Linked DNA regions of Rattus norvegicus: region 1 is linked to region 2. The links are chromatin contacts, called in public Hi-C maps. All regions are on one chromosome and are shown on one strand. The core of a region is the stretch at or near the end of the contact, and the rest is flanking DNA. Distances in the headings are between cores, read along the strand shown.

Region 1 (4,123 bases), core at 1,507-4,006, 240 kb before region 2:
GGGAGGGGAGGGGAGCGCCGGCACAGCCTGCTCCAGGTGTCTTTGGGCTCAGAGGAAGCATTGGAAGGCCCACAGAAGCATCCCATTTGTTCCCTCCTTGAGGTCAGTGGGGGTTGGTTATCAGAACAGCAGAGAACTGGAGGCTGGAGACTGGGGTTCCTATCCAAGCCAATAACACTTAAGCTTTCTCTAAGTGTTTTTACCCCATCCCCGCCCAATCCCGAGTGCTGCCACTGACTCTGTTGCCCTGGCTGTCCTGGAACTTGGATCTGTAAATCAGGCTACTCCGAACTCAGAGATCCACTTGCCTCTTCTTCCCATGTGCTGGGATTAAGGGTTCACCATACCTGCTATTTCCTTACTTCTTAAATAAGACTGGAAATGCTTGTCAGGTATGGCTGGTGCACCTGTAATCTCTGGGGTTGAGGCCAGAGGGTTCTGAGTTCAAGGTCAGGCTGGGCTATGTAGTAAGACCATGTCTTTTTTTTTTAAGGTTTATTTATTTATTATGTATATAGCATCCTGCCTGCATGCACACCTGCAGGTCAGAAGATCCCATTACAGATGGTTGTGAACCACCATGTGGTTGCTGGGATTTGAACTCAAGACCTCTAGAAGAGCAGACAGTGCTCTTAACTGCTGAGCCATCTCTCCAGCTCAAGACCATGTCTTAAAAACAACGGAACAGTTAAACCAAAAACCTTACAGACCTCTGGCACCAAGATGATTACAAATCTATAAGTCTGGGTGTATACATATTAGCTCAGTGGTAGAGTGTCCCACTCTGTTTGAGCCTCAGTGCTAAAAGGAAAAATATCATGGATGACTTGTAGACGTTATTTTTCCTGTAGGAAACAAACACAAATTTCAGAAGGAGAGACTGAAGTCAGACAGTGAAGCTGGCCTTAGTGTCCTCCAATAGCAGTGGCAAAGGCCTCTTTGTTTGCTTTTATTTTTTTATTTTTGAAACTATAATATAATGATATCGTTTTTCTCTTCCTTTTCCCCACACAAGCCCTCCTATGGCCTCCTTTTTTATTAGTGATTGCATGCATGACCTGCTCAGTCTGTATAATATTACCCATGTGAGTGTTTTCAGGGCTGACCACTAGATATTGGATAACTGACTGCTGGGCTCTTCCCGGAGGAAGACGACTTCTCTTGATCTCAGCATTCCTTAGCAGGTCTTTCTAAGGGGTCTTCGCCCTAGCTACTTTGGCATATCTATAGTTGTCCTTGTTCAGCTCGTGTTTAGGCGGTCATGTTGGTGAGACTTTATTAGGGTAGCTTCTGACATTACTGAGAAACACGGTCAGTAGGTCAGGTCAGCAAACGACTTTTAAAGACAGTGGGAGGGGTTGGAGAAAGTCACGCTCTCTTGGAAAACTGGACGTGGATTGGCCACTCTGCTTTCGGAGTTGTAATACCATCTATGACCACATAGCGGCAGCAAATCCCATAAAATTGCTGGGTAAACCCCAACCCTTAGGCTAAGCCCCAGAAATAGCTTATTAAGGGAGAGTCTGGCTTGGGTCTAAGAGGTGGGTAGAATATGCCCGGAGCTGACAAGGAGAAAAATAGAAAGAAGGTGTGGCTGTGCCTCTGTGTGCCTTTATGTGAACAGGGAAAGGGGCTGCCTTGGGGCAGATGAGCTACCAAAGCTTGACTTGCCTGTGACTCAGTTTTGAGGCCTTTCCCACCTGTCGTATTCTTAGTTGCTATGTGAAAAAAAGTAGAGAGTTTGAGGGTTTGACTAATAAGAGGCTAGTTGCGATTGGCCGGTGGAGAGGGCAGTGTTTAGAAGATGGGTTCTGAGGTCAGGGTTTAAATGCGGACTATGCTACTTGCTCTGACACTGTGGGCAAATTACTTCTTTGCTCCGTGCCTCAATGTCTTTGTTTAACCAGTGATTTAAGGTATATGCTCCAACACTGCGGAGGTTAAGTGAGAGGCCATATGTGCAGTGCCTGGCACAAAGCACACACCTACCTCTGCCCCCTCCTCCTGCCCCCTCCAAGCTGCCTTAATGTTTGCAGTCGTGAGTGCTAACATCTTACATTTGCTGCGTTTTCTAGTTCCTAAAGAGCTCCTTCTCACCTGGTACCCATAATACACTTGGAAGAAAGAAGGTAGGGTAGGGGCTACTAATCCATTAAAGATAAAGAAAGCAGAGGTTGGGAGAGCCTCGGTACCCTTGTCATACTGTAAAAGTATGGTAGGGTAAGGATTTGAGTTCCTAGCTCCCAAGGCCCTCTGCTTCCTACCTGGCCCCAGTTAATATGGAATCCTGGCCTGAGGAGTCAGAGAAACCCTCGAGTCATTCACCCTCCCTAGGCTAGGCTAGGGAGGACTATGCCAGCCGGGGTTTGGGATGAGGAGCTGTCTCCCTGGGAGCCATAGGCCAGGTGTCAGACTCAGCACCTGTCCTGACATCTTCACGGCAAGTCCCAGCACAACCTGGGAAGGGAGTGGGCTGGAATGATGTGAAAGCAGGGGGCTGGTGGTGGCATCGAGAGGCGCCCCCAGACTCCATCACGGGTAAGTGCCACTTCCCAAGATGAGCTTCCTCCAATTGCCATGACAACCAACCGTTCCCAGGGAGTCTGCACCACCACAATCTGTTGAGTTATTTTCTTGCTGGCGGCTGTTTCTGGAGCCAGCTCCAGTGCCAGAATGCTTGGATGAAGAAGGGAGGGGCGCGTCAGGCACTCTGACTCTCCACCCGGACTGGGACCAGGCCAGAGGAATCTATCCGGCCACCGGCCTGTGTGGAAGCTCACGACTGTGACTTGCTTCATCAGCTTGGACAGTGCCTGCACAGGCATGGGAACCCAGGCCCTCCCTCACTCTCCTGGCACCCTCTTCCTCCAGCCCACGAGAAATGCCCGTGAACACACGCTCCTCCTGTTCCCATCTCTGGGATCAGGGCTAATTACAGTCTATAATTAGGGGAATTACACTCATTAAGGAAAGAGCTGATCATTGACAAAAACTGGGCAGAGGAGGGAGGGCTGCTGGGACAAAGAGCAGGAGTGGGCCAGTTCTCCCAGTCTCTCCTCGGGATCTGCTCCCCCGTGCTAGGCCTCTGGCCCTGTTGCATTCTCCCACCTTTGTCTGGTAGCACAAAGAGGGAACTGGAGTTTTGTGCAAAGGAATTTGCAGCAAGAGAAAAGGTTACTGTGGCATGAAATTATGCCTGCTGCTCACAAGGATTGATGAGTCATTAGGGAGGATGGAGGGGCCGCCCAGATGGTCATCCCTGCCCGGGCGGGGACCTACCGCTGCCGAGGGCCTGGACAACCTCTGCCCACCGTTAAGATCCCTGCTGTCACACCAGGCTGCTCCCCCAGTTTGGGTGGCAAAGCCTTGACGAGTGAATAGACAGGGTCAGAGCATTCCTAGCCCCAGGGTGGTTGCCCACCCATCAGCTCCTCCCCCCCAATAGGGCGGCAGAAGTGGTCCAAGCCAACGTAAGACAATGTCTTGATTGTTCTTACCAATTATTTCCCTGTTAATGCTGGGGGTGTGTGCATGTGTCTGAATTAAAGTTAGCCTGTGCAAAGGATAGAACTGACTTCCAGCCAAGAGAAGGGGACGGGCAAGAAGGACCCCTATGGGGAAGCTGCAGCTTTGCCTCCCTCCCGCATCCCACATCCACATCCGCAGTTGTATAATATAATATATATAATATAATACCGTTTCCTTAACAGAAGGCATGCTAAGCACTTTTTGTTTTACTCAAACAGTAACTTCATAGTATAGATGGTTTAGCCGTAGAGAAGGGAGGGTCAGACAGTGATGGCCCATGAGGAACAGAGGAGGAAGAGTCAAGTGCAGACTGAGAAGAGGAGAGCAGCTGCGGCATTTCATAGGAACATTCATTTCCAGCCAGCATGGGAGCTCAGGCCTGTAACCCTTTCTTCCACTCAGGAGGCTGAGGCCAGAGGACTGGGGTGAATTTGAGGTTAGCCTGAGCTATGGTGTAAGACAAGGACTGTGAGATGGCTCATTGATGAAGGTGTCTACTGCCAAGCCTGACAACCCCAGTTCAACCCCTGAACCTACATGGTAAAAAAAGAAAATGCCTCCTGCCAAGTTGTCCTCGTGCCATTGTATGTGTGTG
Region 2 (4,251 bases), core at 433-2,932:
TATGTCATATTTATTTTTCAAAAATAACTGTTTTCACGTATATAGTTTTTCAAGACAGGCTTTCTCTGTGTAGTCCTGGCTGTCCTGGAACTCACTCTGTAGATCAAGCTGGCCATGAACCCACAGGCCTAAACTCTGCCTGGAATTAAAGGTCATCACTGCCTGGCTAATATAAAAATATAAAATGCATTCTTGTTGCTTAAAGTTCAAAGATTACAGAAAGATATATTGTGAAAAATTTTGTCCTAAATCAAGTGACTCAATTCCCTCTTTTGGATCCCAAAATTTCTAGTTTCTAAAGAAATTTCTACAAGGTGAGGCCATCTAAACCAGTCCAGGGATGAGGAAATGAAAGAAGAAATAGTTGACCAAAGAAATGTCAGTCTGGAAGGGAGAAAAGGACTAAGAAAAGGAGTGTGTGTGGAGAGGGGAGCAAAATGGCTCAGCTGTGCTGGTAAAGATGCTCCCCGCTAAGCCCCGCAACTGAATTTAATCCTTGGAACACACATGGTAGAAGGAGAGAACTGACTCTCACAAACAAGATGTTCTCTGACCACGCGCACGCTTGCGTGCACGTGCAGGGACACACACACACACACACACACACACACACACACTAAATACACATACACACAAAGTGATATCAAAAAAATTGTCCAGGTTATTAGCCCCCCTTTTTTTAAAGATTTATTCATTTATTATATATAAGTACACTGTAGCTGTCCGCAGACACACCAGAAGAGGGCATCGGATCCCATTACAGATGGTTGTGAGCCACCATGTGGTTGCTGGGAATTGAGCTCAGGACCTCTAGGAAGAGCAGTCAGTGCTCTTAACGACTGAGCCATCTCTCCAGCCCCCAAAATTTTAAAAGTGAACTACAGTATTAAAGTGAATATTTAATTTAATAATACAAAGTGAGATTCGGGTCTACATGTCGACTGTAATTGAACTTCGTTCCTATCCAGCTGTGTATAGAATAATAGAGTAAAGAGCTTTGAGAAGATTTATGTTTTCTCAAAAAGGCTCAGTTTTATAAAAATACTTTCACTTATTTATTTTAGGTGTTTTGTTTTATTGTTTTTGAAACAGAGTCTCACTATATAGCCTGGGCTGTTAAGGAACTTAATATATAGACCAAGCAGGGCCTGAAATCATAGAGATCCAACTGCCTCTGCCTCCTGAGTGCTGGGATCAAAGGCTTGCCCCAAAACTCTTGGTTTTTCTCTGTCTCTGTCTCTCTCTGTCTCTGTCTCTCTCTGTCTCTCTGTCTGTCTGTCTGTCTGTCTGTCTGTCTCTCTGTGTGTGTGTGTGTGTGTGTGTGTGTGTGTGTGTGTGTGTACACATACATATGGTCCATTTCGATGATTCTGATGTGTTTTATAGAATCTTTCAAGACTGTCAAACAGGATAGGGCCAAGCATTCACTATAGAACACTTCTGTCCTTAGTTCCCAGCCGCTCTGAGAAGATCTCCCTAGGCAGCCAGCCCTGCCCAACAGAAGGGCCTCTGCACTTCTGGAACCCTAAACAAAGCTCTGAGGGACACCTCCCCCAGTAGGCTGAGCCACTAAAGCTCTGGGGATCAGGAGAAACAAAGAGAGAGGGGGAAAGAGAGTGCTGACAGAGCTGCTGGCCATACTCTGCAGGACTATAAAGAGGGGATCCGGAGAGGAAGCTGCACCAGATGGAGACCCAGACTGTGCAGCGGGAGCTGGGTGAGTAAGACCTTGACAGTGCCTTTATCTTTCCTTTCCTTGACAGACAGATGCAGAGGAAGAACCAGTTGTATCCTGCCTAGAGGTTAGAACCTGTGGGAGAAAGAGAAAGTGGGGGACAGCTTTAGTAGTTGCTTTTGCAATAACTACATTCTTAGAAATCAAGACTGGGCATCAGCAGGTTATTGGACACAGGATGGGTGTAGCAAGGAAGAGATGCTGCTTATTTGGAAGCTCCACATAGAAATACCAAAATTTTCATGCATTAGCTCCTGGGCTTGATGCCCGAGTAGAATCCTCCATGTTGATTCTGGGTCTACAAACCTGATATGCATCTGCCAGTCTTCTTTCTCCCTTTCCTTCCTTCACCCTTCTCCTCATTGGACCGCTAATGATAAGTGCTTAACTTCTTTTTTTTTTTCGGAGCTGGGGACCGAACCCAGGGCCTTGTGCTTGCTAGGCAAGGGCTCTACCGCTGAGCTAAATCCCCAACCCCAGTGCTTAACTTCTATCGCTGTTGATCCTCATACATAAAATGGGGTAGTGATGGTATTTGACTTGTGCTGACTTGATATTATTCAAGCAATGCAGGGTCTGACATCGAGTAAGCCATTGGCTTTTCAAGACAGGGTTTCCCTGTGTAGCCCTGGCAGCCTGAAAGTCATTCTGTATACCAGACTGGCCTTGAACTCACAGAGATCTACACAGTACTAGGAATTGAATCTGAGGGTTCACACCCATGTTGAGCAAGCACTCTAGTACTGAGCTATATTCCCAACCACACCTCCCCCTCCTTTTTTGAGTTTCACTCTGTAGCCCTAGTGAGCCTGGAACTCACAGCCCTTACTTATTAATTTGAGACAGAGTCTAAGTGATCCAACTAGGTCTTGAACTTGCAATCCTCCTACCTACTATTTCAAATAGCAGGCATTAACTTCAAATTACTCTCTGCCCCATCTCACCACAGCTTTAGCATGAGCCTGTATCAGTCACACAGGAATGTCCAGCCCTGCTATGGAGATGCTGACCCAGTGTATATTCAGTAGTGATATAGATGAGTACTATGATGAATGCTGAAAAGTGAGGGAGAAGTCAAACTCTGCAGGCTGGAAAAGGCAGAAGGGTCTTGAGGCAGCAAGGCCAAAAATCTAGGTCTATGAGAGAGGAGATGGCGGCATGGATATGCAGAATTGGTCAGTTTGGGTCCTGGGAAGACACAAAGGGTTGGAGTACAGGCTGCATTTTCATCAGTGACAGGTGAGGTGGAAAATTCTGACCCTGCTGACTGAATGACTAGAGACACGGAGTCTAGACAGTTGCCAGGGAGATGCAGGCAAGCAAGAGGACAGAAGGGATATTTATCAAGAGTACCATATGCTTTCACAGTTCTTTATCTGTATTACTTTTCTTTTCTTTTTTTTCTTTTTTTCGGAGCTGAGGACCGAACCCGGGGCTTTGTGCTTGGTAGGCAAGCGCTCTACCACTGAGTTAAATCCCCAACCCCTACTTTTCTAATCTTTATAGTGACTGTGTGTAAAAGGTTTGTTGATAGAAAACCTGAGGTTTTGATAGTAGCCCCAGAGGCAGGATCTCAACCAAAAATCTGGGACTGTAAGCCTCTTTTCCTCATTACTCCTGTGATATGGCTAAAGAGATCTATCTTAGTCACATCACTGGTATGTATCCTCTCTTCCAGAAACTCTTCCAACCACCAAGATGGCTCAGACCAACCCTATGCCAGGGTCCATGGGGCCATGGAAGGTAAGCTGAGCCAACCACATAGAAAATGAAAGGATCCAACAGGGCAGGGCTGAGGTACTGGCACACAGTAGCTTCCAGGCTGTACTTATTCTTGAGATAGTGCCCGTCCCAAAACCAAAAAAAAAAAAAAAAACCCAAACCAAAACAGTTCTGTAGGAGGGTCAATCTGACACCTAGACACTGTTGAAAGGCAGTTTTCCTGATGGGTGACTCTGGAGGTCCATGATGGATAGATGATGATGCTTGTTTCCTAGGCCAATTCTATCTTGCCATTAGGTCTCCCAAAGTCATGGGATGCAGGCCCCTCTTCTCAATCTGATGTTGGATTTGGTTATGAGCTGAAGTGGCAGATCCCAGGTCTGTCACTACTCCCCTAATACTTAATCCTTTCCTCAGTTGTCAACTCTGACCCAAGTTCACAGTTTGGGGAGCTTGTCAAATCAGGATCCAGGTTCTAGTTGAAAGGATGAAAAATTCATCACAATCCTCCCTTAATGCCTTAGAAGCAAATAAAAAAAAAAAATCCACAAGGTGCTTCCAGAAGTCCCAAAATCCTGACCTCTGGGTCACATAGGAACAGGACAGTTGGTGAAATCAGAGTTCACAAGGCCTTGATCTATGAATTGAATTCTGTGTTGTCCCTGGAACACTATTTCCATCATAAACTTAGCCTGAACATGTTAATGTCCACTGAGCACTGGTATCAACTTGAACCCCTTTTTGCCCTGACTACACTGGAAGAGACCTTATCGGGTAGCCTGGGTTATAGCTAG

What was found. A called contact is a pair of places that touch in the nucleus more often than the background predicts.
Region 1: a contact with region 2 is called in a Hi-C map of the A7r5 cell line, with 6 times the contacts expected there. The contact joins the enhancer-like site here to the promoter of Cryba1 in region 2. A contact is called at or near these places in 3 of 12 Hi-C or Micro-C datasets (the A7r5 cell line, frontal cortex and mammary epithelial cells).

What each region holds. Positions count from the first base shown.
Region 1 is chr10:63,351,599-63,355,721 of GRCr8, reverse strand. All of the region lies in intron 4 of Sez6 (seizure related 6 homolog), which reads right to left. Among named protein-coding and RNA genes, the nearest start is that of Phf12, 17 kb to the left of the region's middle. Within about 2 kb of position 2,756, at least 37 of the 93 cell types and tissues checked have an H3K27ac peak or open chromatin away from gene starts, as enhancers often do. A contact at or near this core is called in the A7r5 cell line, where this site is marked.
Region 2 is chr10:63,110,248-63,114,498 of GRCr8, reverse strand. It overlaps Cryba1 (crystallin, beta A1), which reads left to right and starts at 1,682. Exons shown (of 6, transcript NM_013056.1): 1 at 1,682-1,717; 2 at 3,414-3,478. The coding sequence starts at 1,687.